Linked DNA regions of Mus musculus: all the other regions are linked to region 1. The links are chromatin contacts, called in public HiChIP or PLAC-seq, capture Hi-C and promoter capture Hi-C maps. All regions are on one chromosome and are shown on one strand. Each heading gives the region's core, a stretch centred on a gene start, on an enhancer-like site or on the middle of the called end of the contact. The rest is flanking DNA. Distances are from core to core; before and after follow the strand shown.

Region 1 (5,327 bases), core at 1,218-3,717:
GAGTTGAGCTTCCAAATATTCATCACCACACTGGGTAGCCTGGTCTTTCTAATATTAATACATTACACAAAATTATCTGGGCAGGTTACAGGTGGCTAGAAAAGGGTTGAAGCGACTATAGAGGCCATACTGGCTGACCAGAAGCTGGAGGCAAACAGCTGACATAGCTGCCAGAAAAAGTTTAGGGACTTCAGCTAATCAGGATGTAAAATGAAGGTCCGGTGGCAGACCATTTTGAAAGCCATTTTGAGGCAGCTTGGGTATTGTGAGAAAGAGAAATTGTATTCAAACTGATGTCCAGGGACAGAGACAGAGTCTTCCACTGTGACAATTTCCTGGATGAGGCTCCTCAGCTTCAACCCACCATACACTGAGCTTCGGGGTCTCTTCTGTCAGCCCACATACCCAGGCGCCTGTCATTCCCCGTCCTCTCCTGGTGCCCACTTCTAATCACGGTGCTGCCCCTCTGGAAGTTCTCCCAAGCCGGTGCCAAAAGCTGTTCTTCTCTGGTGCCCTGTACCCACCTCCTACAACATGTTCTGGGTGGTGAAAGCACTGCCTCTTAGCGGCTGTGTGACTTTGAGCAGCTTTTTGTCCCACTCTCATCCTCAGTGTCTGTAGATTGGGGAAACGTGGCCACTGGGGAGTTCCCAGGAAAAGTGTTTGGTACGGCAGTCTTCTGAGCTTACTAAGGCCTCCATAAACATTGTCAATGCCCGGTGTTCTTTGGCTTCAGCCTCTGAAGTGGAGGGCAGGCTGTAGGCCCTTTGGCTGGCTCTGTGGTCTCTTTTCACATTCTTTCCAACCTATAGTACCCTCTGAATGTCAGCTGACGATTTGCCTTGAGGGAGCGACCCACACGGCCCCTGTTGACATGTGTGTCCAGTGCCCTACTGTCCTTGCCTGTCCTGGGTATGTGGAGAGAGCTGAGCCGAGCCCAGCAGGCCTGGCCTGGGGACACGAAAACACCTTGTGTCAATGTTTGACAAATTTCAGGACCTTTCCTTTCCCCTCAGTGACCTAGCAAACGGGTCAGTAGGGGAGACATTAATGTATTACTTAGGACGGGAAGGGTTGTGCAAAGCCTTGGCCTGGACCCAGATAGGAACAGGAAGTGTGCTAGGTACATGTAATTCCGGCAAGTTCAAGGCCATCTCCTGCTAGCTGGAGGCTGGTGGGGACTATGTGTTTCAAATAAATAAATAAATAAATAAATAAACATCCCAAATGGCCCAGTTGACATCTGTCAACACTGCGTGTGTGTTGTACTAGAGTCCTCATGGGTCCCCATAAAATCAGTGAAGAGTACACTGTGTTGTCCTTGGCGCCCTTCCAGACCAGAGACCAAGTCACTGAGCAGCCCTTGGACTGAAGTGAGGTTGCAGAGCTGAAGGACAGGCCTGGGGCCCTGAGCTAGTCCTAAACCGCCTTCAGGATCTGCATCATTTGCCGTAAAGTCTGGGCTGGCCTTGAACAGTCCTGCCTCTACCTCTTGAATGCCGGATTATAAGCATAATCGCCATGCCTGCCTTAGTCTCTATTATAAGCACAGTACATACTTCATCTCTCAACAAGCCAAGGCAAGCATTACTACAATCCCCATGGGACAGATAAGGAAGACATGGAGGCACACAACGTTTAATAATTGCTCACGGTGGTGAATCGGGCATTTAGCCCCAGGCATCTGGGCATTGCAGCTTGAGCTCTGCCACCCTCAGGCTAAGCACCCCTGTTCAGTAGTGAAAACAACCTTCAAAGGAAATGCTAACCTCACGATGTGCCTGAAGAAACAGGGGTGGGAATGCAGATTAGGGTTAAAGGTCAAACAACTGGAAAGGGTTAAAGCCAAGATCCAGACTCAGTCCCATCTACCTGCAAACCCTGGATCTACCCGTGGCTCAGCATACCTGGTCCCTGCTTGCTCAGGAACTGCTTCCAGACAGTTAGCACTTGTGTCTAGCTCGCCTGGGTGGCCCGTGATGGGCTAAAATATCATCACAATTGTAAAGTCCCAGTAAGGAATCATTCTAAGTATTAAAGCTATAATGTCTGGACTCAGACCCTCTCCCTCAGTCTCCTCCCTCAGCATGCAGGTCAGGCTCGGCTTAGAATTCCGTGTGTTTAACCAGAAGCCTCTGGGATAGTTTGGCTAAGATAGGCCTCACAGGGCTTTCTCCTTTGCCAATACCGACAGCATAGTCAGAGAGGTCTCTCTCACAGGTCCCTCCTCATAATGCCCCTCACTCCAGGCTCCTAGTGGTGTTTGACAGTCTCGAGGCCATGTTACTCTTGAAAGCACACACACCAAAGAAGGCTCTCCAAGTCCTACACTCAACCCACACTAACACAGAGCCTCTATCCGGGACACTTGGTCTCCAAAGCTACAGCCACAGCTATACCAGACCATAGAGGTCCCGGGCTCGGCCCCGCCCCCAGCGCCGGCCCCGCCCCTAACGCCGGCCCCGCCCACACTTCCGTCGTCTCCTGCAAGGCCAGCCTGGTACGTGTTTGCTGCTGCGGGTCTTATGAAACCGGCGCGACTCATGAAGGTGTTCGTCACTGGCCCGTTGCCTGCCGAGGGCAGGGCTGCGCTCGCCCAGGCCGCAGAGTAAGCGCCCGCGTCGGTACGGGGGCTGCAGCCGTGCCCCTGGCACGCTGTCCTGTCCACCTAACCTCAAACACCCCTGCACCCATGGAGACACGCCGCTAGGGCTTCCAGAGCTGTCCCAGGGCTGGGGGCCACCTCTCAAGAGCCGGGTGCCTGGCAGGCAGGCGAAGCGGAGCCAGGACCCGAGAGGGTGGCTCTGGCGCATGGGGACTTTGCTCAGGTGTTGCCAGCTGTGTCCCCAAGGGGCTGGCTTGGAGTTTGGGGCCGTAGTTCTCCGGGAGGCAGCTTGCTCCGGGCCCCAGGCTATTGGTCTCCATGTTTCAGTGAAGTGAGATTGCCTATGGGGCAAGGTGCAGGCTGTGAATTTTACCCACTGAGGGTTAGCTGGCAGGCAGAAGTAGTGTTCAGGGACTATGACAGTCATTGGCTTGCCTCCTTGGATACTCGATGGGGCCATTTGATGACTGTTCTCTTCCTATTGAACCTTGTTTAGTGGGTAGCCTTGCCAGGAGCTGTGAACACAGACTGTGAAGTCAGCTTTAGAATTTCTGCATCACTTGAAAACAGTCTGGATGGGCTTGTTGTACCTTGCCCTGGGGTCACTCAGCTCCAGGTGGCAGGCCTGGCCCTTATGCTTAGTCCTCATCCGCTGCAGGCGGGTCACTTTGTCCTGCCGGCTTTGTGTTACCATGCCAGTTTGGGAGGAGGTGAGAGTGCTCGGCAGTCAGTTTTTGTTTGTTTGTTTCCTGATTTTTTTTTTTCAAGACAGGATTTCTCTGTGTAGCAGCCCTGCCTGTCCGGGAACTGGCTTTGTAGATCAGGCTGCCCTTGAACTTATAGAGATCCGTCTGCCTCTGCGTTTTGAATGCTGGGATTAAATTCTGATGGTTTGGGGACTGTGACTTGTTTCGAAATTTTTTCTAGCACAGTACAGTTTTTCCCAAGGACTTGTTTTGTTGGTACTTTTGGTGCTGAGGAGCAGAGACAGATGGACCTGGGGACCTGCCAGCCACTGTCCAGTGTCTCCTGTGTGCACACACCTGGACTGCTCTGAGTGCAACGGAAGGGTTTGGAGGAGCACCTCACATTTGAGGCTACTAAGGAAGCACACTCAAGTGCTCCCGTGACCAGAGGAGCCTTCAGCTCTTGTCAGTGTTCCCCACTTTGGCAGCACTTCACCCCCTCCTCAACTACACTCCAGACAGTTCTGAGGCTCCCCACGAATGACCTTAACAAAGGCTAGCCTAAGGCCATAGCAGGTGGAAGGCCATGTTTGCTAGCTGTGCATGCTGTAGGACCTCGGAGGCTCCCTGCATCCTTTGAGTGGCTGCCTTTTGCTTCCAGCTGTGAGGTGGAACAGTGGAATTCGGATGACCCCATCCCCAGAAAGGATCTGGAGCAAGGTGTGGTGGGGGCCCATGGCTTGCTCTGCCGCCTCTCTGACCGTGTGGACAAGAAACTTCTGGATGCCGCAGGTATGTCCTGAGTCAGCCTGAGCAAAGTTCTGAGGTCGGGGGAGGGTCTTATCAGGGCAAGCACTTCAGCTCTCTGCAGCCGGCCTTTGAGCTGATCTGATGTATTTTCCTGTCTTCTGAGGGTGTCCCCAACAGTAGCTCTACCTGGCCCGTGTTGTCCCCAATCTGGCTTTTAAGTTTCCAGGAGGCTCCAAGAGGGCAAAGACCTTGTGTTGCCTGTGTGGGAGTGGGGATGGGGTAGGGGGTGGAGGAGGGTATCCTGGGCTCTGAACCTCTCTACTGTGCCAGAGCCTTGTTTTGTGACCTTGAGATCTCTCTGGGCCTGTGTGCTGCAGGGCAGAGGGCCCAGCACTGTCTGTGCCTAGCACCGATGGATACCCATGGAGTGTGCACGCAGCTGTGGCCCCAGGCCTCATTCCTGGATAGGGTGAACATCATTCTGTGGATTATACAGTGGCAGTTTAAAGAGCACTTCAGACCCAAGGCCGCCAGATTCGGTGCAGAGACACTCTCACTCTGGCCTTGACTTTAGTGGAAGAGAGCTCGTGAGAAGGCCACGCCCCAGCCACCTCAGCACTTCTGGAGTATCCATGGGGAGAGGCCTTTGATGTGGCTAAAGGGGACCCAAGGCCACTGGTGGGTGAGGGTAAGAGCCCTGAAATGACCCGAGGAATGTCCTGCGACTGGGACGGGACACTCCCTGAGTGTCTGTTGTAGGTGGCAGAGGGGGATCATCTTAGTACAAGGGACAAAGATAGCAGCCTCTTCCTGTCATCTAAGACATGATAAGTAGGTATTCCTGGGATCGACCCAGTGCGTGGCTTTGAATTCCACGAGGACAGACACGTGTTTTCTGCACAACAGGAGCCAACCTCAGAGTCATCAGCACCTTGTCTGTGGGGGTCGACCACTTGGCTTTGGATGAAATCAAGAAGCGGTGAGTACAACTGGGACTCCAGACAGAGCCTGCCCGGGATGAGGCTGGGATGAGCAGAGCGGGCGAGAGGAGCTCTCTGCTGCCTCCATGAGAGCACCAGGTGGCCAATGCTAAATATCCACATGTGCACAAGCCACTTAAACCCAGAAGGTCAGAAGCCATGGTGACCCAGGACCATACCCTGACATGGTCGCTATCCTTTCTGATCTCTAAGATCCTGGAAGAAGAAAAGGCCAGTGTTATTATTTCCTTTTCCAATGAAGAAATTCAGGACGATTAGGTCGTCCCTCGCTCCAGACTGTGAGCC
Region 2 (4,771 bases), core at 1,709-4,208, 680 kb before region 1:
TCTATCCAGAATCCTAAAACCCTTCACTATTATAAACTAAATATCTAGGGGTATTCTAGTTTGCTCTCTATTGCTATGTAAAACATCATGACCAAAGCAATCTGAGGAGCAAAGGGTTTATTTGGCTTAGACATCATTGGGAAAAGGCAAGGAAAGAACTCAAGGCAGGAATGAGGAAGGTAGGATTAGAGACCATGGAGGAGTGCTGCTGACTGGCTTGCTCCTCATGGCTTGCTCAGCCTGACTTCTTACACACCCCAGGACCATCTGCCCAGTGGTGGCCCTACCTACAACAATTTGAAGCGTTCACATCAATCATCAATCAAGAAAATGCTCCATATAAGGACTGAGGGGATGGCTCAATGCTTAAGAACGTTGACTGCTCTCCCAGAGGACAGGGGTTCAATTCCTAGCATCCCTGTGGTGCCTAAACTAGGTTATCAGAAGCACTCTCTTCTGGTCTTTGGAGGCACTGCACACATGTGGTGCTAAGATATCTACACAGGCAAAACACACATACACATACACATACACATAAAACAAAATTAAGTAAAAACTAAAAATTAGAAAAAGAAAAAAAGAAAATGCCCCACTTGCTGGCCTATCCAATGGGAGGCATTCTCTCTCTCTCTCTCTCTCTCTCTCTCTCTCTCTCTCTCTCAAAGATTTATTTTTTTATGTGAGTACACTGTTTTCAGACACAAGAAAAGGGCATCAGATCTCATTATAGATGGTTGTGAGCCACCATATGGTTGCTGGGATTTGAACTCAGGACCTCTGGAAGAGCAGATAGTGCTCTTAACCACTGAGCCATCTCTCCAGCTCAGGAGGCATTTTCTCAGTTGAAGTTCCCTCTTCCCAGATACCTCTAGTTTGTGTCAAGTTGACAACAATACTAATCAAAACTGGGAGCCAGTGAAATAGTTCCTTTGTAGAAGTGTGTGAGAAGGGGCAGTATGTCATCAATAAATGGTGATGGAACCATTAGCAAACACAAGCTCATCTATGAAATAGGTTTCTAAAAGCCTGCCCTTGGACAGGCTTCATGAAAGAGATTGGGACTCTAAATGTGTCCATTGATACAGGTTCAACAAAATTGCACTAGGGCACGCCCCATGTTGTATTCTGCTTTATGATTATCTGTGGGGAGGGCTCACTAAAAAGCTCTGTACATTGGTACCCTCTGTCTCTTTGGTAGCTACTTTCAAAACCAGACAGTCCATGAAGATGTGAATTAACTGCTGAGTGTCAAATAATTATAAAGATGCAAATACATATGCATCTTTATTTTTTTCTTCCCCATGGTTGTAACTCCTAATATATATATTTTTTGAGACAGGGTTTCTTTTTGTTTGTTTGTTTTTTTTCGAGACAGGGTTTCTCTGTGTAGCCCTGGCTGTCCTGGAACTCACTTTGTAGACCAGGCCGGCCTCGAACTCAGAAATCAGCCTGCCTCTGCCTCCTGAGCGATGGGATTAAAGGTGTGTGCCACCACGCCCGGCTCTAATATTTTTCTGGTTTGGGCTGTCACTACAATTTAACTCATGCAACCTATGTAAGTTTTATAATGACCAAGCTCATGACTAGGTATAATAGGGATGCTATGATGAAAAATACTTCTATTGGCATACTGGGTGTTTATGGCGCATTGAATTTTTCTTTCTTTCTTTTTTCTTTTTCTTTTTTTCCAAAAATCATTTCTGTATTTGTTTGCAGGGAGGGGTAAATGAGGAAGTCAGATTTCTGGGGATTGAATTTAGGTTTTCAGGGCTGGTGGCAAGTATCTTTACCCATGAGCCACATTGCTAGCATCTTGATGGGTAGTTAATTTAGTTCCTAAGGTTTTATAACTTATAGCAACAGATTTTAGTAAGAATTATGAGATGCACAGGGAAAAGTGGCACAATGTTAGAGCTCTTGCTTAGAATAGCCAAGGCCAGGGAGAGCCCTCCCATGAACCAGAAGGGGGAAAAAGATCAGGGGAAAGAGGGGTCAATGGGTAATGGCAATTGGTACCAAGTTGACAGCTTGACTTGATTAGTTAGACCCATTAGGTGGCAAGAGAGAACCAACTCTTGAAAGTTGTCCTCTAACTGCCACAGGTGTGAAGTGACACGTGCCCCCCTTCCCACAAGCACGCACTCGAATAAATGAATGTAATGAAAAATTAAGAACATAAAAAACTTAATTATATGAAAACTTTTTTTTTTTGTTTTGTTTTTGTTTTTCGAGACAGGGTTTCTCTGTGTAGTCCTGGCTGTCCTGGAACTCACTCTGTAGACTAGGCTGGCCTCGAACTCAGAAATCTGCCTGCCTCTGCCTCCAAAGTGCTGGGATTAAAATATGAAAACTTAGCAAGTCAATGTCTTCTGGAAAAAATTTCCTTGTCCCTATGAGATATGCACACTGCAGTTAGTAAAGGCAAACTATTAAAAAAAAAAAAGGAAGTGAAGATGAGAGAGGGTTTTGGGTGGTGTGGGGAGCAAGAAGGGAGAATAAAGTGGATATGATCAACATACATTGTATACGTGTATGAAAGTGTCGAAGAATAATGGTATTTTTAAAAAAATAAAAATATTCTTAAAAAAAAAGAAAGAAGGAGGCAAGGCCTTAAGTCTTCAGTCAGTATCTTTTTTTTTTTTTTAAATTAGGTATTTTCTTCATTTACATTTCCAATGCTATCCCAAAAGTCCCCATACCCTCCCCCCCCCACAACTCCCCTACCCTCCCACTCGCACTTCTTGGCCCTGGCGTTCCCATGTACTGAGGCTTAAGTCAGTATCTTAAAGTCTTCACCATCACCGATCCTGAGCATTTGACATCCTACACATTTAGTATCCCATCAAAAGTTTGAGCCTATCTCGCCCCGCCCCACCATCGCTCCGCCCAGTTTTCTCCCGGCCCCGCCCCACCTCCCTGGGACTGGGCTCCCTTGGGCCCCGCCTCTTCCGGCCCGCGAGGTTTGATTCCTTTGGCGGGCGGAAGCTGCTGGAACTTGAATCCTGCAGAAATTCCCACCGACTTGTTCCGGCTTTGCTAGACTCTGCAGCCGGCTGCTTCACCTTCTGTCCTGTTCGGTCCTGTTCGGTCCTTGCTGGGCCCGCTGCCCTTCAGGTCAGTTCTTCCGTCCTCGGGCCGCACTCTGGGCCTCGTGGGGCGTGGCCGGGAGACGGAGTTTCCCTGGGGTTCCACCCATCAGCACTGTTCTCTGTGAGAACGTCTAGGTTTTTCGACCCTGGCTTTCACAGATGGTGGATGGTAGTTTTTTTTTTTTTTTTTTTTTTTTTTTGTCTCGGGTTCTGAGATGTATCTTGCGTCTTGAACTCACTGGTCTCGAACTCACTTTGTAGCCAAAGTGGTCCTTGAATTCTGGATCCTCCTGCCTTACCTTCCTGAGCGCAGGAGATACAGGCGTGAGCGCTCCCCACTCCCCATTCCCCGCTCAGCGGGTAATTGATAAAGTTTGACAGAGCATTTGACGCCCCGGAGGCTCCCATAATGGGAATTTCCAGTTCTGTTTCAGTGCTTTTGACTGTCTGCAAAAGCGATTCAGAGATGGGCTTTGAGGCACTTACACTTTTCAACTCAGTTTTCTGGGGTATTCCAGTTAAAAGAGAAATGTGTGTAACCCCTTTGTAGAGCCCAAATCCTTCCTCACCTTGCACCTCTAAAGCAAGTGGCCCGAGACTCGTATTGTAAGGACGCCCAGAGGCTATAGCAGTAAATGGAGGAGCCAGGTGGCTCCTGCCAAGAAGGGTGTGGAGGGGAGCAGTTCCCTGCTTCTCATCCCAAGGCAGGAGCTCACACTAAGGTGAGGTAGTGAGTGTTCTAGTCTCACCTTAGGTAGATTTCTGTGGTTAATGGAGGAGGAGGAAGAGAGGGTTTCAGAGGGGTCTGAAACGTTGGCTAGAGAATTTAGTCCCAACTTTTGTTCATGTTTTGGCTTCTGTTTCTTCTTAAACACCTTCGTGGAAACAGTGGCTCTGTCCCTTTTATCTATTATGAACCAACTAGATGGACAGGTTAGTCCCTAAATGCTTTTGGGAATGAATGCCTCTATTGCTGCTCTCAGAAATCTCCGCAAAGGAGCAGAAGGGTGCCGCCACTCAACTGTATTCTAAGGCCAGGTTGTAAGCCATTCTGCACTCTCATCTGAAATGACCAGATCAGTGTCAATGAGCACGAGAGGCAAGTTAATGTGTTTTGTAGTAAGTGATAGCATGGCTCAAATAACACCATACTGGTAGCAAAATACCCTCAGTTTGCCTTTTATGAGGACTCACTGTATAGTCCAAGCTGGCCTCTAACTCACAGAGATGCACCTACCTGCCTCTGTTCCTGAGTGCTGGTATAAAGGCATGTACCACAGTTATCTAATAGAATCACAAATTTCCCAATATCTAGCTAATTTCTTATTTTTTTCAGAAAAGTGTCTCTATTGCATATACCCCATTTCTTCACCAACTAGAGGAGTTCTGAGATATCATATTTTTGCTTTCTGTATTCCAATTTCTAGAAGGTAAACGGGATGTGTACAGTTATTTAGACCCAGCTTTATACCTACAACATGATCTAATCACTAGTCTCTTTTGGGGGGAGGTGGGGTGGGGTGGGCTGAGGCTTTGAGACAGGGTTGCTCTGTGTAGCCCTGGCTGTCCTGGAACTCACTTTGTAGACCAGGCTGGCCTTGAAGTCAAAGATCCACCTGCCTCTGCCTCCCAAGTGCTGGGACTAAAGATGTTACCTCTGCCCAGCTAGTTTTTGTAATAGT
Region 3 (4,833 bases), core at 1,378-3,877, 600 kb after region 1:
TTTTCTTATTATAGCCTCCTGGAGTGAAGTAATATTTCATTGTGAGTTTGGTCTGCATTTTCCCAGTGACTAATAACATTAGGTAATCTCGCATGTGTTTGTTGGTCATTTACATAGCTTCTTTTGACAAATGTTTTTTTTCCAAATTCCTTGCCCACTTTGTAATTAGGTTATTTAGTCTTTTGTTTTAGATTCACATTCACGTGTATATATTGATTTTCCTTAGTTTAAGTCCCTGAGGGGTGTGGTATATCTGGGGTCCTGTTTAACAGCCTTCTCAGGAGGTTGCTATGGTGGTTGCTGTGGACCTTGACAGTTCCCACGGGTCCTGGTAACCTTTCCCCTATACTTTAGCTTTGTTCTGTTGTCCACCAAGAGTCACCATATGTGTGGGTTTGTTGTTGTTGTTGTTTTGTTCACCTCTCTCTTTCTCAAGCTGAGTTTGGTTTCATCTCAGGCATAAACAACCTGCCCTCTTTCATTCTGGAGACCTGCTATAGGCAGCAAAGCAGCCTTGCCCCACAGCCTTCTAGATACGTTTGCCAGTTGCAAGTCCTGTTCCCTGCAGGCCTACATGGGCTGTAGATGCTGAAAAGAGGGTTTATTTAAAAAATAGTTGACATTAAAGTTCCTTAAATATGCTGAGCTTAGACCCTTATAAGATTTACAAAGCCATTCCTTACCCTATATCTTTCTTACTAGGCTTGACTTCGGAGTGGAAGCATTCTTACATCTGACCAAGCTTGCATGCCCATCCTTCTTCTGTGCCAGGGCAAGCCTCTTGATTTGCCCTATGATCATAAATCTGGAGTGTCCACTTGATTGGACTGAGGTGCTTTGAGATGAGCAAAGAAGATGTTTCTGTAGATGGTCAAATAAGAGAGGAAGACACACCCTGAGTGAGCACTGTACCACCCGCTAGGCTGGGGGACTCAGACAGAAGGAAGGGGGGAGCAGCTCTCTCTCTCTCTCTCTGCCTCCTAGGTGTGGGTTGTGACTTTCCTGCTGTGACAGTGACAGTGGAGTGTGGTCTGCTGTCTCTTGGATGCTTCCCCTGCCAGGATGGGCTGAAAGCTTGGAAACTGTGAGCCAAATGAATGCTGCTTCTGTTAGGTTGTTTCTCAGGTGTTATGACACAGCAACAAAATGTCTACACATGCTCTCAGAGGTTTTACTGCCCTCTTTCCACTTCAATGGGTGCCGGACCTGCTTCCGGACTGTGTGTTCTGGCAGTCTGAGTCCTCACAAACTCAAGAATTTCTTGTTACCCAAGATGCCTCTATGTTTGCTGTGATCTTTCACACAACCCACTGTAGACTGGCTTCCAGATTGACTTCCTGCTTCCAGACTGACTTCCTGCTTGGTTTGAGACTTTGGCAACTTTGTAATGAAGGCTCCTCCCACCTCCCTCAGTGTGCTTTGAGCTTGTCATCTTGCTGACCATCCCAGCCTCTCCCTCCCCCTCCCCCTCCCTCCCTCCCTCCCTCATCCTCCCCTGCCCTCCCACCTTGACGTCTATGTTTCTTCTGTGATTCCCCCACCCCCATCCCTTTCCTTTCCTTGGAGTGCAATAACAAGACTGGCATCGCTGAATTGCAGAGTTGCAATCTAGATCCGACATTTACAAGCTGGGGAGCCTTGGGCAAATGTACTGACAGCTCTGTTACTCAGCTGGCTGATCTGCGCAGCCAGGATCAGGAGGATCACGATGCCTATCTTTTCAGAGGATCTGTGCATTTCCAATGAAGCAACGAACTCTGTGCCAGTGATGGAGGATGAAGTGACAAGCATAAGTACTAGCTGTTGTTTCCCAGTCAAGCTCAGATCGTCAACATAGGCTGGATCTTTCTGTCTTCTGCTTCCTCTAGCCCTGCAGCCTCTTGTTTTGACACCATCTCCCATCAGACCTGTTAACTATCAATACTACTTCCCATGGGTTCACTATCACCTGAGCCCCTCTCCCTCTGTCTCTCTGTCTGTCTCTGTGCCACTATCTGTCTTTGTGTCTCTCATTCTTTTGAGACAGGGTCTCATTCAATCCTGTTGGACCTTGAATTCCTGTTCCTCCTGCCTCCACTTCCCTAATGCTCAGATTATAGACATATGCTACCATACTTGGGTCATGTAGTACTTGGGGAGGGAACTCAGAGCCTCACACATGTTAGGTAGGCACCCTACCCACTGAGCCACACCCCTAGCCCTACCACAGAGCCTTCAATACTCAAATTATTCTTCTCTTCCATCTGGACCATCGTTTGTTTGTTCTTGCTAGCTTTTCTTTTGAAATCTTTCTCCCTCCAGCTTTGTAGCCACTCTGCCTCAGCTCCATCCTCCTGAGTTCTGCATGGACCACAAGTCTGACGCTGCCTCTCTACAATTCCTGCCTTCTGAGTTAGGCTTTCATAGAAGCTAGAATTCTGGGTCTCTCCCTGTAGTCCCTGTGGCTCTGTATCTTTCCTGACCAGACGGAGTTATACACTATCCTGGGAATATGTAAAGTCGGGGATCAACAGTAGGATTTTGAGGCCAGAGCTCTGGATTCTTTCCCGGGCTTTCCAGGGGACCCAGGCAGCCCTCTTGTTCTTTGATCTCTATTTCCCCACTCATACAGTAGGTAGGAGGAAACCAGCAGTCCCAAAGGTCCCTGCCAGCACCGCTGTAAGGTGACCGCACTGCCCTGCCGTGTGTGGTGTGTTCCAACACAGGCTCCTTCACAGAAATTCTGAGACATTCTTCTCTTTCCACCTTTTCCTACTTGACAGTCTTGTTTTCTGAGGTGAGCATCTCCTTTGCCAGGTTCTGCTCAGCCCTCACTTCCTGCCTCTGACTCACTTCGCAGGCCTGTTGCCCTCACCTTACAGCCTAGGGTGTGTTAATCATTGCACAAATGAATTCAGATACTGGCCTGGCTTCTAAGCTGGGTTTTTCTCAGCGAGTTTCCACCTTTGGTCTCCCACTGTTCCATTTCAGGCCCTTACACTCACTGGTTAACCTGTGAAATCATTTCTCAGAAAACAAAACCAGGATGACCTTGAATGGTAGAGTCTTCTGCCTCAGCCTCTCAAATGCTGGATTTTGCTCTCCTGTGGGAGCTTTCTGAAGTCTGTATCTGAGCGTGCCACCCACTAGGGAGCTTTCCAGACGGGGAAATCTTGTCTCTGTGGCTTCCCCACTCCCTTTGCTCTCCTCAGCTGCTACTGTAGAGAGCTCCCCGGATTCTCTTGCTCCTTCTGTCCCTGATGTCCATCCCCCCCCCCTTTTCTCACTTCTTCACGCAGTGAAATTCTGCTGGCTCACTGGGCTTCAGATCCACAGTGACTTTCTCAGAAGCCTTCCTTGATCTTCTGATTCAAAGAAAAGTCTTTTCAGTTCTACCCTGAAGCAGAATCATCTGTGTTCCCTTAGGAAGACTCGTTCATTTTCCTTTCCTTACTGTGAAGAAGGCACACAGGGTGTGACTGCAGCAGGTGCTTGTGCAGGGCACCATTCCGTACACAGTTATTGTCTAAGGGATGCCTGGCTCTGGGCTTCTGGCTTTTGTCTCTCTCTCTCTCTAATGGGGACATGTGAAAGGTCCCATCCCACCTAGCACCACAGTTTTCCTGAAGGGCTCACAAGTGCTGCCAAGCCCAGAGCACACTCAGAGTTTACACAAAGGAGCAGCAGGAAGCAGGGATTAGTGCAAGATCTTAATCAGCAAAAGCTGAGACACCTGCTGGCACAGGCACCTTGGGGAAGTCCCAGTCGGTGCCCACAAAAGCAAGAGGTGGATGGTGCCCACAGACAGGTTCCTAGTGGTTGGCCTAGGCAGTCTGAGCATCTGGGTCCTTCCCATCCTAATATGCCAGAGCTGGTTAGTGGTGAGATCAGTAGGTCTCAATACCCTGTGGTATATATAGGTGCTGGAGCTGACACCGAGGCTGCCAAGATCACCTAGCAAGTCAGGGCAAGGTTGAAGAAGAAACCAGGATACTCCCTCCCAGCCCTGGGAACACCCTTCTCCAGCAGGCTGTTGGGGCTCCACGAGTGTGGTTGAAATGAACATGAACAAAGGTTTTCCTAGAGCACCTTGGAGTAGGCACCTGCTTTCGGAATTGCAAGAGCAACGTCACTGACCGCGGGATGACAAAGACTGTGGAAGAGAAGAGAGAGACAGCAAAAGAATACGATAGAGACAGGGAAGGAGGAGGTATGTGCACAGGAAGACATGAAAGATCACTTAAAACTAACAACCAAGACCAAGAATGAATTAGAATGAGACTCGGGATATGTGAGAGAGGAAGTAGAAGAAGAGACAGTGTAGTTAGTGGAGCCTGGGCGCTACCTCCTCCCTCTGCTGCCTCCTGGACCGTGCTCCAGTGGTAGATGCTGCATTTGTTCCTGCCTTGGGACTCTGAGACTCACAGGATGCATGACCTCAAAGTTTCTCTCCTCTTTCTCCTTCTTCTCCTTCTCCTCTCCTCTTTTATGTGTGTGTGTGTGTGTGTGTGTGTGTGTGTGTGTGTGTGTGTGTGTCTTTGAATGAGCATATGCTACAAGGAGAGTCATTCCACCTATTGCTTCCTCCAGCACAGTGCTCTCCTTGGTATAAACGCTAATGTTCTGCCCATTAGAGCTGGACTGGGGCTGGTACTTCTTGTCTCACTTCCTCATTGCCTAGTAAGGGAGACAAACACAGAAGCTCACTCTCAGAACAGGAGCTAGAATGTGAACTTGGGGCCTTCTGTGTGCAGGAAGGGAAGCAGGGAGGAATAGATTGAGGTTCCCACAGATTTGTTCGTTTTTTATTGTGTGTGAATGAGTGTTTGCCTGCATGTATGTATACCCCATGCA
Region 4 (5,283 bases), core at 396-2,895, 750 kb before region 1:
AGCTTGAAGAGGCTCACTTCAAACTTACCCTATTTGCTTTGCTTGCCTTTTGGAAGCATCCCAGTCTTTTTCTCTAAGCTATCTGCTCTCCTCCCTCCCCTTCAGCAATCCCTTTATCTCCCTTCCCCCACAATAACTACATACCCTCTCTTTTTCCCCATTCCACAGCTTCTACTGATCTTTCCTCATTGCCTGCTATCCTTCCATTGCTTTCTCCTCTGGAAATAATTATTATCCCCTCGCCTTTTCTAAGATGCACGCAGAGTAAAAGCAACTCGCCTAATCACCCCAAGTAAGAATGGATTCCTCCTGAATTGTAAAGCAGGCAGGAGGGTGAGTTGTCCTAACCCTCCCAACTTCCTTCCCCCTTCTAGGACAGCTGCTCTTCCTCAGAGAATTCTCCAAGTGTGTTAAGTCCAGACCATCTAGAAAAGGCTCGGATGGCCTTCTGTCGCATGCATGCTTTTACCAGGACCAGTTATGTATTTCTGTTCCGGGCATAAACAAAACTCGGGCAATTTCCTGGAAAAAGACACTGTATAAACAGGCCTCCTTCCCTTTCATTCCCGCTGGGCTGGCTTAGCCTATGCAGTAGTGAGAAGGCTGACCTGGAGAGGGCCAAACGGTCCCCGAGTCAAGTTTCCAAAGCTCTACTCCACTACCTCAATAAAACCCTCTCGGAGCACATCCCCCTCCCCGCCCCCGGCAGGAGTCCTGCTCGCTCCAGCTCCCAAAATCGGCTCCCCAGGGCACTAAGCTCCCGAGGCAGCTCCTGTTTCTCCTTCCTACCTGTCCTGGTCAGCTTAGCATAGGTTAGCTACCCTGGTGGGTGTGCCAGGGCGCAGGCCCCAACCCCCTTCTTCCTACCACTCCAGACTCAGGGGCTGGGGACTCTGCCTCCTCCTCCCAGCCCCCTCGGCTGACGGCCCGCGCCAGCTCCAGGGTGGCCCTGGTTCTCAGCCAAGACACGACTCTAGCTGGCTTTGTGACCTTGGGCAAGTCACTTCCCCCGGTAAGCCTCAGTTTCCTCCCCGGCAGAGCCGATTCCTCACGAGGTCCTGCCCTGCCCACCCCGCAGGAAGGGGCTGCCCAGCGGGTGCGAAAACGCTTTGTGAGGCGCTCTGCCCGGCGGAGGAGCAGGGCTCCCGGGGTCTCCCGGGCTGGACAAAGCTGTGGCGGGCAAGGCTCCTCCCTCTCCGCGGGACCCCTTGCCCCGGACTGACCCTCACCCCTCCCCGCACAGCCCGCCCCGCCCCGCCCCGCCTCGCCGGCAGACCCCGTACCTGCTCCGGGCGCTCTGCCGCAGGCACCGACACCCTGCGCCCCGCTCCGAAGAGGCCCGTGGCCCGGAGGGCTAAGGCGGCCGGCGGTGATGGGCTCGGGCCGGGGCGGCGGCGGGGGCGGCGGGGGGCGCGGGCGGCGGGGGGGCCCGAGCTCGGCGGGCCCCGGCCTGGGAGACGACGACCGAGGCTGGAAGTGCGCGGCGGCGGCGGCTGAGGCGGCGGCGGCGGCGGCGACCGCGACCGCGGCGGCGGCGCTTCCGCTCATGGCGGGGCCGCGGGCAGCGGCTCGGACTGCGACTCGACTCCGGCGCGGCGGGCGCTGGCTGGGCCCGGACCGGCGGCGAAGGAGGCTGTGGCGGCGACGGAGGCGGCTCCCGGCGGGCCAGGAGGCGGAGCCGAGCCGCGGCGGCGGCGGCGGCGGAGGGGGCGGGGACGCCGGGGGGCGGGGAGACCGCGCCGCGCCGCCAATGAGCGCTGGGCTCCGGGCCGTGGCTCCCGGGCGGCGTCTAGGGGGATCCTCAGCAGCCGCGGCCCGCCCAAGCGGGGAGGCCCGGGCCAAAGCTCTCGGCATCTGCGCCCCAGCCCGGTGCTGCCCCGCCCCCGGCCCGCCTCCGGGGCGCGGCCGCGGGCCTCGGAGGCCAGGCCGACCGCTGCGCAGGCCCTGCCGCTCTGCTGCCTCGGGCGGTGTCTGCGCTGGGGAGTGTACCCCGGTCCGCCCCGGTTAGCCTCAGCCTGCCGGGCGTTCCTCTGCCTTCCCTGCGCCTGCCTGCCTGCTTGCTTCCTGCCTCTGCCCCCTGCACGTCGGTCCTCCCTCCCGGTTGTCTCCTCAAAGTTTGTGCTTTTGAGACACTTAGGAAAGAAACTCTCTCTTCGCTTCTGAGGCTGATTGGTGATAGATCAGTCTCCGCGGAGCCCTAGAGAACCGCAGAGGCGGAGACGCAAGAGTTGGAGATGAACGAGCGCCCTTCCCTGAGTCCTGGAGACCCATCTTGAATTCCCAGCAGAAGCCAGTCCGACTCAGCGGTGGTCCTCGCCCCTGTCTCCGACTTTCTCTTCCTCTTTCTCACTTTAAATACCCTTGTCGGGAAAGCCCTGACAGGAAGCCGTCCAGGCAACTGGGCCTAATCTCAGAAGAGGAAGAGGCTTCGAAGTGAGGAAACATTCGGAGCTGTACTGAAGGCTTTCCTATTATTTGGGGAAGATTTCTGAGGATTCAAAACACCATCATTCCCCCTCCCCCCGGTCTGCCCTCTTTTCTCAAATGCGATGTTGGCGGCTGAACCGATTATCTTCCCATCATTCTCTGGCTCTCGGCGTTATCCATGGAAGAGCAAAATAAACCCAACCATGTGCTGAGTAGAGTCTCTAAGTACAGGCATGTGGGTAAGGGTGCAGCTAAGCTGCTGGCTAGATTGTTTTAATAAAAATTAGCCTCAGCTTTTTCCCTGCACCATGCAAAGAAAGACTGGGAGGGCAAAGCAGACGATCTTTGGCAACAGACATTTCCAAGTCCGCAGTTGACACTAGATGATGCATTGTCTTTCATCTATCCGGTCATTAGCGGTGCTCAGAAATGAAGCTACGACGATAATAACGATATTGTCCAGGCCTTCAGAGAGCTTGCAATCTCCTTGGAGGTCAGAGAGTCTTAGAAGTTATGGATGATAATTGCATCAGAGAAGATCATTCTTGGTCACTTGAGATATTTGTAGTCAAATTTCTGAGCTACACAGAACCTATCTCAAAAAACAAAAACAAAACAAAACAAAAAAAAACCACACACACACACACACAACAACAACAAACCTTTTAAAGATCTTAAGAGCCGGACGTGGTGGCACACGCCTTTAATCCCAGCACTCAGGAGGCAGAGGCAGGCGGATTTCTGAGTTCGAGGCCAGCCTGGTCTACAAAATGAGCTCCAGGACAGCCAGGGCTATACAGAGAAACCCTGTCTCGAAAAACCAAAATAAAATAAAATAAAATAAAAAAGATCTTAAGGATGAGTAGTTCACCAAGAAGGACAGCTCGGGGAAGCTGTACTGAAACACAGTGAGATTATCTTTGACCAAAGGACCTAAATTTTCCTGCATTTCATCCCTGAGTTTCTTGTCACAGGAGAGTCAGATAATGTATTTTCAGGCCAGGGCCTCCATCCTAATAAGGCCACTGAAGAACATCTGTAAACTACTGTCCAGAGGCATCGTCCCTTTCATGAATCGCAGCCATCTTGAGCATTGTTTACCCTGTTTTTGTTGTTATTGTTGTTTTGTTTGTTTTTCAAAACAGGGTTTCCTCTGTGTAGCCCTGGCTGACCTGGAACTCAGGCTGTAGACCAGGCTGGCCTTGAACTCATCTGTCTGCCTCTGTATCCTGAGTGCTGTGACTTAAAGGCGTGAGCCACCACCACCCAGCCAGGTTAGTCTCTTTTTATCCCCACAGTCAACACCCCAGAGTCATCTCTTACAGCTCCAAGCTAGAGCAAATGTCTTAAGTGACCACCCTAAAGAGAAAGAACAGACTAGCAGTGTAGTCTAGTCAGCCCAAAGAACCCATCAAAGGATGCCTTGAGACCAGGAAGAAATGAGAGAGGGCCCAAAAGCCCTGAGTCATCGCCACACCCCCTAAGACATCATGAAAGCCTGGGCCCTCCTGCCTGCTGTGGCCCACTGGCCATTCTCCATTGGTGATTAGTGAGAGAGACTAAATCTATGGGTGTAGAAAACCCGCAGGTGTAAGAGATCAATAGGGTTGATCACTAAGGAGGTGCTGCAGAGGTCAGAAGGAAGAAAAGATTGTGAGGAGATCAAACTGGGAAGTTGATCTTTTGGTTATTTTGGGGTTTTTTGTTTGTTTGTTTATTTTTGTTTTATTTTTCAGCGCTGAGGACTGAACCCATGACCTTGCGTTTGCTATGCTAGCTCTCTACCACCTAGCTAAACCCCCAACCCCCAAACTGGGGAGTTGAAATGCTGGATATGTACACAGTGCAGCATTATTCATCTGTAAAGAACAACAGAAGCTCACCATGTGCAGCTAAAGAAGTGGATCTGGAAGACATCATGTTGAGACAAGTACTACATGCTCCTCTCACGTGCGAAACGTTTTACAACATAAACCCCATAGGCTGTGGAGATGACAAACCCCACACCCAAAGCACCATTCTCCGAGGACCCATGTGAAAGGACAGAATTGGCTCCAGCAAGTTGTCCTCTGACTTCCACACAGCCTTCATAGCGTGCACTCACGCCACCCCCCAACCTACCCACCCACACAAACACTTAAATGTAATAATTTTGTAATAAAAAATGTAGCCCAGCGGTGGTGGGACAGGCCTTTAATCTCAGCACTTGAGAGGCAGAGGCAGGCAGATTTCTGAGTTCGAGGCCAGCCTGATCTACAAAGTGAGTTCCAGGACAGCCAGGGCTATACAGAGAAACCCTGATTCGAAAAACCAAAAAAAAAAAAAAAAAAAGAGAGAGAGATACACATGGTCACACATGCCTATAATCCTACACTGGAAAGCAGAGGCAGGGGGAATGCAGATGTGAACCTGTATTTCATGCACAAATAAATAAATTAAAATTTGGAAATATATAAATGAAAATTTATGTTAAAAATCAACAGGCAAGTAGGATAGTGATTACGGAACATTGGGAAGGGTGGGAAATAGGTGGTTGGATTTTACTTGTGCTAAATTGTATACATATGTATCTGTATCATACCGAATCCTATTACTATGTGTAATATGTGTCTAAAAGATAAGGCTAAATTATACAGTCTTGAACGCCATGTTGAGGGGCATCAGAGCTACTTATGTGGTGAGTGAAGGGGCTCGCTGGAGTCACTGAGGAAACACCATGATCAGGACACACTTTGGAAACACTCTGGATGAGTGTTACATAGGAGGTGGGTCAGAAGAAAGCATGACACCAGAAAACGGGCTACAAAGCTCTTAGGCAAAGGGTGAGAAAGATCCAAACTAAGGCACAGTGGTAGG

What was found. Promoter capture Hi-C pulls out the DNA fragments that hold promoters and counts their contacts. HiChIP or PLAC-seq counts read pairs in DNA pulled down with a chosen protein or histone mark. Capture Hi-C pulls out chosen DNA fragments and counts their contacts.
Region 2: a contact with region 1 is called in an H3K4me3 HiChIP or PLAC-seq map of pro-B cells, with 9 times the contacts expected there. The contact joins the promoter of Melk here to the promoter of Grhpr in region 1. A contact is called at or near these places in 9 of 39 promoter capture datasets (the 3T3-L1 cell line, 3T3-L1-derived adipocytes, the HPC-7 cell line and 5 more), 1 of 484 Hi-C or Micro-C datasets (B cells), 3 of 115 datasets of contacts at active chromatin or transcription factors (astrocytes, bone marrow-derived macrophages and pro-B cells) and 1 of 9 other capture datasets (pancreatic islet).
Region 3: a contact with region 1 is called in a promoter capture Hi-C map of trophoblast stem cells, with 3 times the contacts expected there. The contact joins the enhancer-like site here to the promoter of Grhpr in region 1. A contact is called at or near these places in 6 of 39 promoter capture datasets (the C10 cell line, the HPC-7 cell line, embryonic stem cells and 2 more), 1 of 115 datasets of contacts at active chromatin or transcription factors (embryonic stem cells) and 1 of 9 other capture datasets (embryonic stem cells).
Region 4: a contact with region 1 is called in a capture Hi-C map of embryonic stem cells, with 4 times the contacts expected there. The contact joins the promoter of Rnf38 here to the promoter of Grhpr in region 1. A contact is called at or near these places in 3 of 115 datasets of contacts at active chromatin or transcription factors (astrocytes, craniofacial prominence and embryonic stem cells) and 2 of 9 other capture datasets (embryonic stem cells and liver).

The regions. Positions count from the first base shown.
Region 1 is chr4:44,978,927-44,984,253 of GRCm38.p6, forward strand. Grhpr (glyoxylate reductase/hydroxypyruvate reductase) reads left to right here and starts at 2,468. Exons shown (of 9, transcript NM_080289.2): 1 at 2,468-2,608; 2 at 3,953-4,083; 3 at 4,948-5,020. The coding sequence starts at 2,526.
Region 2 is chr4:44,297,959-44,302,729 of GRCm38.p6, forward strand. Melk (maternal embryonic leucine zipper kinase) reads left to right here and starts at 2,959. Exons shown (of 18, transcript NM_010790.2): 1 at 2,959-3,114.
Region 3 is chr4:45,582,769-45,587,601 of GRCm38.p6, forward strand. No RefSeq gene overlaps it. Among named protein-coding and RNA genes, the nearest start is that of Gm22055, 36 kb to the left of the region's middle. Within about 2 kb of position 2,628, at least 61 of the 459 cell types and tissues checked have an H3K27ac peak or open chromatin away from gene starts, as enhancers often do. A contact at or near this core is called in liver and trophoblast stem cells, where this site is marked.
Region 4 is chr4:44,232,260-44,237,542 of GRCm38.p6, forward strand. Rnf38 (ring finger protein 38) reads right to left here and starts at 1,646. Exons shown (of 12, transcript NM_001379580.1): 1 at 1,284-1,646. The coding sequence starts at 1,548.